2 separate regions of the Mus musculus genome follow, and region 1 is linked to region 2. Evidence: chromatin contacts called from public promoter capture Hi-C data. All regions are on one chromosome and are shown on one strand. The core of a region is the stretch at or near the end of the contact, and the rest is flanking DNA. Distances in the headings are between cores, read along the strand shown.

Evidence for each region. Capture Hi-C pulls out chosen DNA fragments and counts their contacts.
Region 1: a contact with region 2 is called in a promoter capture Hi-C map of pancreatic islet. The contact joins two enhancer-like sites. A contact is called at or near these places in 2 of 39 promoter capture datasets (embryonic stem cells and frontonasal cranial neural crest), 2 of 484 Hi-C or Micro-C datasets (bone marrow-derived macrophages and nephron progenitors), 1 of 115 datasets of contacts at active chromatin or transcription factors (embryonic stem cells) and 4 of 9 other capture datasets (adipose tissue, embryonic stem cells, liver and 1 more).

Annotation. Positions count from the first base shown.
Region 1 is chr12:110,794,598-110,799,202 of GRCm38.p6, reverse strand. It overlaps Wdr20 (WD repeat domain 20), which reads right to left. Exons shown (of 3, transcript NM_027149.4): 3 at 4,175-4,605. Among named protein-coding and RNA genes, the nearest start is that of Mok, 44 kb to the left of the region's middle. Within about 2 kb of position 1,387, at least 79 of the 459 cell types and tissues checked have an H3K27ac peak or open chromatin away from gene starts, as enhancers often do. A contact at or near this core is called in pancreatic islet, where this site is marked.
Region 2 is chr12:110,664,350-110,669,238 of GRCm38.p6, reverse strand. It overlaps Dync1h1 (dynein cytoplasmic 1 heavy chain 1), which reads right to left. Exons shown (of 77, transcript NM_030238.2): 72 at 4,492-4,703; 73 at 4,003-4,156; 74 at 3,433-3,575; 75 at 3,113-3,281; 76 at 2,818-2,945; 77 at 2,295-2,676. The coding sequence ends at 2,548. 1700001K19Rik (RIKEN cDNA 1700001K19 gene) reads left to right here. Exons shown (of 6, transcript NM_025488.2): 5 at 287-792; 6 at 1,429-1,550. The coding sequence ends at 1,432. Among named protein-coding and RNA genes, the nearest start is that of 1700001K19Rik, 16 kb to the left of the region's middle. Within about 2 kb of position 3,523, at least 11 of the 459 cell types and tissues checked have an H3K27ac peak or open chromatin away from gene starts, as enhancers often do. A contact at or near this core is called in pancreatic islet, where this site is marked.

The DNA.
Region 1 (4,605 bases), core at 138-2,637, 130 kb before region 2:
ACAGAGTCATCCATGGTGTCTCACAAACATTAACAAGGCTCTGAATTTTACAGCATTTAACAGCTTCTCTCTTTTGGCTCACTGAGATTCCTTTTTATGAAGCTTGGATGTGAAAATGACTTAAAATTTATCTACATTTACAATGCATTCACACGTTTATTCAATGTCAATATACAGAGGACAGCCTCCAGTACTTCAGAAGTCAAGTATATGGTAAATCTTTTGCTGTGACAGGGACAAGGGAACAGCTAAAAGACAAAGCAGTGAAACAGAACATGGTTCTCAGAAATGAATAACAATACTGATATTCAAGCTTCATTAGTTATTGCGACATTAGGAGCTCAGTTTCCTGGTAGTTCACAGCAGGAGGGCTCTTCATGAAATTTATTCAAGTTGTGAAGAGATCAGATGAAAATGTAAGAAAGGAATACATGTATTACCTTGACTTTCACTGAAAATAAATATACCCATACAACTTTACACAATGTCACTTAATAACAGTCTTTAAAACCTAAGTACACAGAAGTAAAAATGCACGATTTTCATACTTTTACCTCAAGAGTCAGGAATTGAACCATGACACAAAGAAAATGTAATAAGTGCAGCATGAGTGAAAACCCCAGCATCATGGGACAGTTGCTCCATGAAAAGAACAGTCTTACAATTCAATCTGGGATCTGATTCGTCAAGGTAACAGCTGAATACAAGTGCTTTTCCACAAATGAGCCACAGGCTTTACCAGGGCCACACTGACGTCTCTGTTCCCTGGGACAGCCACCACATAGCACTTTGATGAGCACCTTGTTAACCTAAGCCAGCTTGTGGTGGTCCAGTCAGCCCAAGGCAAACAGCATGCTCTGACATAAACAGGGCATGGGGGTGTGGCGGCTCCCCCATGCATTCCCAGGACAGAGACCAGTTCAGCCTTAGAAACCAAACCCAAGCCAGAGGCCATGTCTTCAAGTCAGTACAGGCCTACCCAGAGAAGTGCACGGAGGCTCCATGGGTAAGGAGAGGGCCTCAACAGTGGTCACACATGCCTCAGTGCTGCAAACTGGTCCTGAGCCAAGATGTGTGACTAACTGCCCACAGCGTAGCGTGCACTCCAAGGTCAGCCACTGGAAAAGCCACCACTAAGCTCTGGCTGGCCGGCCGTGTCTTGTGTCCTGTTACTCTTTACACTTCCGAGCTTGCTCAACAAAGAAAACGTTTCCCTCCAGCAGGTGAGAGGGCCTTGTACACAGGCACACGTGTGCCTTATAAGGCAGGCTCACTCATTTTAGCACAAATTCAGAATGCATCATTACAGGATGGAAGGAACAGCTGTGCCCTGAGCGTTTAAGACAAACACTAGAGCAGACTACTGACCTGGGCCTTGTCCACCTAATTTAAGAGTGCCTCTGAAGACAATGTGGCTGCTCTCCTCTCCCTGCTGGCTTCTCTAATGGCCCTCACCCTGCATCCTGACCTCAGCAGCTCTCAGAGCACTTCTAAACTCAACCATCAGGACAAACTTAATCCTCTGCCCTGTGTAGGCTAATCTGGAGGCAGAAGCCACTACTAGCTGCAGGTATCACCCAGTCTCTCTGGAGCATTTGTTTAAGAGGAAGATACAACTTCTGAGCCTCTGCAGAGGGCTGGGATGTGGCGTGTTGGGCAGGGGTTGAGTCCTTTGGCATAATCCCTGGCACCACATGCACAGAGAAGGAAAACGGGGGGGGGGGGAGCTGGGGGCTGATTCACCATAGCTACAGGGCAGCTGCTTTCTCGAGTCACCAGAAAGGTTGTCTGCGGTGGGCAAGCAGGACAGACAGGAGGGTCCAACTGTCCAGTGGCCCTCACTGAGCCCGCAGACTCTGTCTGGGTCACAGCAAGCAGACTGGAACCCTGCCTTTAAGAGCCTCTTGCCAGTAGCTGTTTTAGTCCAGTAGCTAGTTACCAAAGATATTCTTGCTCATGAAAACGCTCAGGGAAGTTTTGATGAGGAAGCTCAAAGTTTGTTTAGAAAACTAAAAACATTTCTCTGGGTGGCTACTGTAGAAGCACAGTGGCCCTAGTCCTCATTCTTTGGAGATCAGGACCCACCATGGCAATCGGTGCAACCCCATGACACCCCACCACCTCTGTCTGCAGGGCACAAGGAGGAAGGAAGCCCCGCCCTCCAGCACCAGCACCCTCTTCTGGAGCTGCCGCACCTTTAGTTCTGGTCTTGGAGAACACCTTGCACTCTGTCCTCCTGCCTGCAGAACTGCTCTGCCGGCTGTCAAAGAAAGGGGGGCAGGAGTCAGTCAGGGGGGTAGAGCGGGCCTGGAGCAGCACCACGCCCTCCATGCAGGGGCCAGCCTGGGCCAGGTCATGCAACTAAGACAGCCCTCTAGAGCTGGCCTGGGCTCTTACCAGACCCTGAACCTAGCAGGGAGCCCAGGAGGGTAAGACACACACACAGCAAAGGACCCCAAACAGGGTTTCCAGGTTAATCATTAAGGACACAACACTTAGCAGCAGAAGTTGAAATATACTGTGACTAAACCCCAAATCACAAACTGTGACGTTTTTATGGGGATGCAGAAGAGAATTCATAGGTCTCCATCCGACAACATCAGCAGGGTCTTTTCTTTCCCCCTTTAAAGAAAGTAGTTTCCACCCTGTTCTACCTCCCCCGCTTCCCACTAGCGAGTGATTCGAGTCACTGTCAGCATCCTATCTATTTCCCCTTGATCCCAGCTCATGGGTCTAGGAATGCTACCAGGACAGGGCATCTGTAAGCTCCCATCATCTGTGCTGGGTCCACAGATACACATGCAATGGCCCCCTGCCAGCAAAGATACCCTCAAACTGAGAGACCACCATATGCTTCACCATAAACGTTACTTACCTATGACTGGCCACTCCCTATTTAGGCCAAACACACAGTCTTGAATTTGGAAACTGCATACTCAATGACTCCGAAGCATTTGACAATATCTCAGAAACTGCACAGAGTGTTTTATTTCTAGCCTGCCCACCCAGCAGCTCAATTTGATCTCTGAAGTTCTGAAAGTCTATATAGCAGCAGTCTTTGCTACCTCAGATCAGAACCCTACGAACAAAGGAGTCAATTTCCAGGGTAGATGGGACATGAGTACCCTTGTGAAGAGTTAGTTGCTCATGGAACAACATGAAATGCCTTGGCACACAGGTGAGATACGCTGGAGACTGCCACCATCTCATAGGCAGAATGTTTCGGTGGCTACCACATTAAACAGCAGCCACTTCTTGGGGGGGGGGGGGATAGGAATGGGGGGCGCCCAGATCCACCATGAACATGTAAGAGCAAGGGAAGGGGCCTGGGATATGGCCTGGATTTCTGGAAAGGGAAGCCAGTAGCTGACCACTGTCTACCAGAGTCTTGATACCTTGGAGACATAAAAGCCAAGTCTTCATTACTGAGCCAAGTTCACTCTAGACTCAATACAAACGATCATTACTGCTATATTTAACTACAAAGGTGTACAACACAGAAAAATAATCCTAAATGTTCTAAATAAATTAAGAAATAAAATAACTATCATTTTGATACAAAATACCCAGCTCAAGGAACTATCCTCCACTGTGAAAACTGGTGTTTGAAAAGAAATTCCTTGAGCAGCTGAGCTGGACCTAAGGAGCTGAAAGCAAACTGCCACAGGGGCAGTTGACCCAGCACTGCTCCTGAGGACACGGGCTAAGGGAGGGGTGGCACTCAGGGTAGGATCTGAGTCCTACAGCAGTGCTGTCTCCAAGAGTCCTGGACTCTCAGCTGCTGTACAAGAACATGACGGCTGTGTGTGTGTGTGTGTGTGTCTTTGTGCTTTTCCCCTGGGGGACCTGAACCCACCAAATGCCAAGTCAGGAGGCACGCTGCAGCCTGGACACCTAACAGTCCTCACAGAGCAGAACAGAGGAACCTGTCCTTGGCTTCCAGCCAACTTCCTGCCCCTCCCACTCCATACAACAAAACAGTCAGACCCTCTCTTCTGCTGTTGGGGAAAAACTAAGTATGTGCATCTAACATGTGAGTCTTAGCTGATGTGGCAAGAGGGAGGCCTTCTGAAAGCCGTGGCTGCTGTCCTTGGCCACCGAACATCTAAACTGCCCAGCTCCGGAACACGTGGGGACTTTAGTGCACAATTTGAATCAGAGTTCTACAAACTGCTTCTTTGAAAAAAGATGTTTATTAAACAATTTTAATTGTCATAAAATGACTAAAATGGGTTTTAAAAATTAAGGCTCTTCTCTTTCTGTGGATTGCCAGACAATGTAAAAATAATATCAATCAACCCTGATGAATGCTTTGTTCCTAAGTTAACTTTCATAAATTCCTAAGTTATTTTATAATTTAAGATAAAAAGTTGGACTATAAATGATAATTAATACCCATGTGTACTGACATACACTGACCAGGTATACAATAATCTAGTTGAGTGGTTACGCAAAAAATATCCCAGTTAAAGCATAAATTTTGACTTTAGCATTTTAATGTCATTATTTCTCCACACTGTCATGATTTCCCTAAAACTGAAATAGCCTCATACAGGAGCGCTAACTTTGGGACTCTATATACCCAGAGGGATGATTGACTTGGCT
Region 2 (4,889 bases), core at 2,274-4,773:
TGAAGGCAGGAGGGTCAGAAGTTTCAGGGTCATCCTGGCCACACAGTTAGTTCTAAGCCAGTCTTGAATTCGAGACCTTGTCCTCTATAAAGAGAGTTGCAATGCAAGGCAAAGCATACAGATTTGCCATTTGCCACCACAGTGATGGAGGCACGTTTGGGACACCTCCGTGTTACAACGCTGCTGCTGGGATTCACCCACAGGCTCAGAAACTTTTCTATTTTGTGGTGATTAGAATTTTCAGGCCCTCACACGTAGCCAAACATTTATAAACCTTTGTCACCAGTTTTTAGATCCTTATGATGGTGACTCGGAAGACACCCCAGGTCATTCCAACTATCGCAGTTACCATAGCCATCGTGCCCACCACCTCCTGGGTGATAGGAACCGCAACTCGCCTTCCTACACACTGAAATTCAGGACTGCTGAGGAGGCCAGCGTGGAAGACTCGCTCCCAAAGGCTCCAGACCTCACCATGAAAGCTTCTGTCTGGGCCCCTGCAGCCCTCGAAGTCCATGACGTCGACATGCAGCCTGAGGGTGAACTAAAGACCAACGGGTGTCCTGGCAGACTGTCCCCATCACCAGAGGACTGGAGGATGACAAGGGCTGCCAGCCCCCTCAATCCTGTGGAGACCCAAGAGATAGGCAGACAGCTGCTGGGCAGAGCCAGAGCCACCCGGTCACCACCCAGACTCGGGAGTGACAGAGATAAGGGGACCAGGCTGTCGCTTTCCAAGAGAAAACTGGAGCTCCTACTTGGAGAGCCTGAGAGAATTAAGAGGAAGAAGAAGTACGTGGCCCAGCTCTGGGGCCCGAGTTAGCTCAGGGTAGGGGTGTGGGGCCAGCACAGAGCCAGGGACCCACGCCAAACTCAGTCCTTACCACCCAGCATAAAAATGGGTGTACGGATTCTGAGATGGCTCAGAGGGTCAGGGCGCTTGCTGCAAAGCCTGATGACCGGAGTTCAATCCTTAGGACCCACATGGTGGAAGGAGAGAACCAACGTCCACAGGAACACATAATGGTGTATGTGTGTGTGCATGTGTACGGGTATGTGCGCGAGTGCACACGCACACACACACACACACACACACACACACACACACACACAATGTAAAAAAATATTTAAAAATAGATTGCAATTCAGGGATAGACCCGAGTGGCCTTCACTGGGCCTCCTACCCCAAACCTCAGGATCTTGTTCCATTTCCTGCCATTCTGCCTGCCCATCTCCTGAGTGCTGGATCGAAGGCAGATCCCTTCCGGTTCCTTGTGTGTTCAGAGCTCTCTCACTGCCCGTGCTGGGCAAGCCCTCTGTGTCCCCTGGGAGCAGGCTTCTGGTCGTGCTGGGCTCTCCTGGGAGCTGTTTCTCCCCAGTTGTGCTTCGGCCAGCTTGTCTACTGACCTTTCACTTTCTTTCTGGTAGGTAACAAAGCTGAGCACACGTCTGGGGCTGCTCTCCAGGTCCTGTCCTCCCCTCGGTGGGGACAAGGTTCCCAAGTGCAAATAAAAACGGCACCACAAGGAGGTGCCCGTTTTTGGCAGGGCATGTCCACCTCTGGGTGCTGCTGGGGCCGTTCCAGGATTGGTTATGGGTACTCATCAGTGCCCCAGGTGGCACTGCCAGGGAGGACAACAGGGCTGGTGGCCACTGTCCAGAACGATCCCTCTGATTGTAGGAGGGGTTGGGGATAGGCTGGTATTCTGGGAGCAGAAGTCTAGTTATTGGGCTGGGGTGATCTTCGTGGTCTCAGCGATCCCCACAGACTCAGGCAATATCCTCTGAGGTGTTTGGACGGAGCAAGAAGCCGTGGGTGCCGTGTCACCTGCACCACCCCTAGGTTCCTTAAGAGAACACAGGCTTTTCCTCCTGCAGAGGAACCTGCTGTGTCTTCTCCCAGAGAAGGGAGTTAGGACAGTGCCTCTCTGTGCTAAGGAGTCCTTAACAGCTACGACAACAGCCTCTGCCCACCCTGTACCACACAGTCAGAGGGATTTAGAGATCCTGAGTTGCTAGGACCAGGCTAATTGTCACCCTTCCTGTGGGACGAGGCCACTCTCTCACCACAGGTCATGTGGAAAGGAAGTGTGGGAGGATGGACTGGTGGCAGGGCTTAGGTCTGAGAGAGAGAAGGTCCCCAGGGATAGGGGTGTCAGTCACGAACAGAGTTGCTGCCAGGCCTCAGGGAGGAGGTGCAGCTTTCCTGGTCTCACCCTGTTGCTTCTGCATCTGTGACCACGGTGACAAAGGTGAGGTGGGCTGGGACGCAAGGATTCCCACAGCAGACTGAGCAGAGCGGCAAGAGGCGGGAGCCCGTCATGCTTAGTGTTTTATTTACTAAACCCAGCCATTCGGTCAGCCCTCGGACAGCGCACTCTTCTCTTCTCCCATCCCACCGTCTCCAACCGCAGCACCTGTCACCCGCCAACGCGAACCAACCACTTGCTTTCCAGTCCATCAACCCTTCCACACCGTTAAGGATGAATGAAGGTTAAATATTGGGAGTTTCCTATTCCAGAAAGAGGACTGGAGAAAAGTCTAGCTTTACTCAGTGCACAGAACGGCAACTCCACGCTCATAGAAGCTGCGAGGATCTTCCTTTGTAGCAATTTCAAAGTCCACGGTGAAGATGAGGTCTGCCCGGGTGAAGTTCAGGTAGACAGGTAAGGTCACCTGTGAGACAGACAGAGGGACTTTACTGTTCATCAGCTCTAGGGACAAGCTCCCATGGGGGTCCAGGGCTGGGGTGCAGTTGTTTGCACACAAGTAGAGTCCCAGCACGGCAGAGCCAAAGAGCGAGGCCACGACACTTACCACGCTGGCCTTCTTCTCGGCGCTTGTTTGTTTCACCCAGCGCAGCTGTGTGAGGGGGAGGACTGTGGAGATGGCATTGGAGAGTGATAGCTTGTTGTTGCTGCACGTGGCCCCTTGGAGCTTCAGACCTGTGAGGAGATGTGGAGAAGGGGCTGAAGCCATACAGAGCCACACAGCTCGGCTTCCAGGACACCCACAGGCTCAGCTGGGCGGCTCTGCCCAGACACTTTGGGTACATTCATTTGGAAACAGGTTTCACAGAAAGGCCAGGCTGAGAGATCAGACGCCAGCTCACCTGTGACTCCAAAGCTGCAGGCATCAAGGGTGGCACTCTGTGAGGCGGTGACATTGACTTCCAGGCAGAGTTCCTCCAGGGACCAGCTGTTAGCTTGTGCCACATACTGTCTGGTGGCAGTGATGTAGGCCTCAGGTACAAACAGGCCACCCAGGCACACGTGGATGTTCTGTGCAAACAGTGCGGTGGAAAGGAGAGCAGGTCAGGTACAGGCCCTGGTTGTCCTTAGTGCCATCGAGAAAGAACACTTTCTACCCAAGTCCAGGACAATCAGTGCCACTCCTGACCCTACCCCCCTACCCCGGGCCATGCATGCCCACCTTCAGTTCCTTGGCACCACCAGATGCAGCTGCTTGTGAGATGTTCTGCAGCTGTTTGATCCTCTCGCTGAAATCTGACACCCACTGGATCACAGTCATGCCTGCAGGCACTGTGTAATGGGACCAGCTCCGAGGCAAGATCCCTGCAGCAAGGAAGAGAGCCGCAGGCCTCAGCACTAGTTCTGCCAAGTCCCCCTCTGCAGACGTGGCTCAGGCTGGCAGCATCTGCACACCACAGCCCGCTCTCCTGGCTGCGCCTGGTGTTCTGTCCACAACCAGGAAGGCCCTGGGCAAAGCTGTCTCAGTAGTGTGGGGTGCCTGCTTAGAGGTGTTGCAGCGTGCAGTGTGTCTGGACCAGGCCCCGCCCACCCCTCTGTCCTCTTCACTGCATTAACCCTGAAAGTCACAGGAGCTGCCTGTGGAAAACCTAGGGAAAACCAGGGGCGTTGCTAAGACCCCCACTATTGAGGAAGCCTGAAAGAGACACGTGTGGCCTGGGGACTGCAGTGTGCCCGCACATGGGGTGTGGACAGTGGCAGACCAGCTCCCAGCCGCACACCCCATCAGCACCTTTCACCAGCTCATTGATGAGCGTGCGCAGGTAGTTTGTCTGCTTCTTTTTCCCCTCGCACACTTGAACGACGTCAGCAAGATCTTGGCGCACATCTTGGAGTAACTTGGCCCCCATCTTTACTTCTCTCTCAAAGAACCTAAACAAAGGATCCTAAAGCCAGAGAGAAGAGGGCTAAGGACGGGCTCTGTGCAGAGACAAGGCACACCTGGGAGCAGCACCAGAGCTTTTGACCAGACCTTTTTGGGAGCTGGCCAGAGTGCAGTGTGGCCCTGGCCTGATGAATTTCTCTGCCCCTCTCAGATCACAGCTTTCAAAGAGTTTAATTAAAGCGGTGGCCATTCTTTTTTTTTTGTATTTTGGGTTTTCGAGACAGGGTTTCTCTATATAGCCCTGGCTATCCTGGAACTCACTCTGTAGACCAAGCTAGCCTCGAACTCAGAGATCTGCCTGCCTGGGGAGCAGCACGCTGAGCCCAGCCCAGCTACCTTGATGTTCTCCACGGTGCGCTTCAGGGGGCTCAGTGTCTGTGGGATGAGGTGCAGCCAGTTGGACGCCGTGGTGTGCAGTGTCCTCATCCAGGCTGGACGGCCATCGGAGGTGGAGTCCGTCCTTGCCTTCTTCTCCGTCTCTGCGTAGGCCAGGTCATCCTCGTCCTCCAGCATCTGCATCTTCAGCATCTTGCTGATCATGTCCACGCCTAGGCCAGGCCCGGGTGGGGAGGACTTCAGTGGACAGGCCAAGAGCTGTTTGACCATCAGCTCACCACGGCAGCCTGTAGGCTGTCCTCGTGCCACACGTCTACCCCAGGGCAATTAAGACAAAGCCAGACCCAATGGCCTGGTTGTGTGCTGTGAGGCTGTAGCCTGCAGGCCTCAGAAGCCTC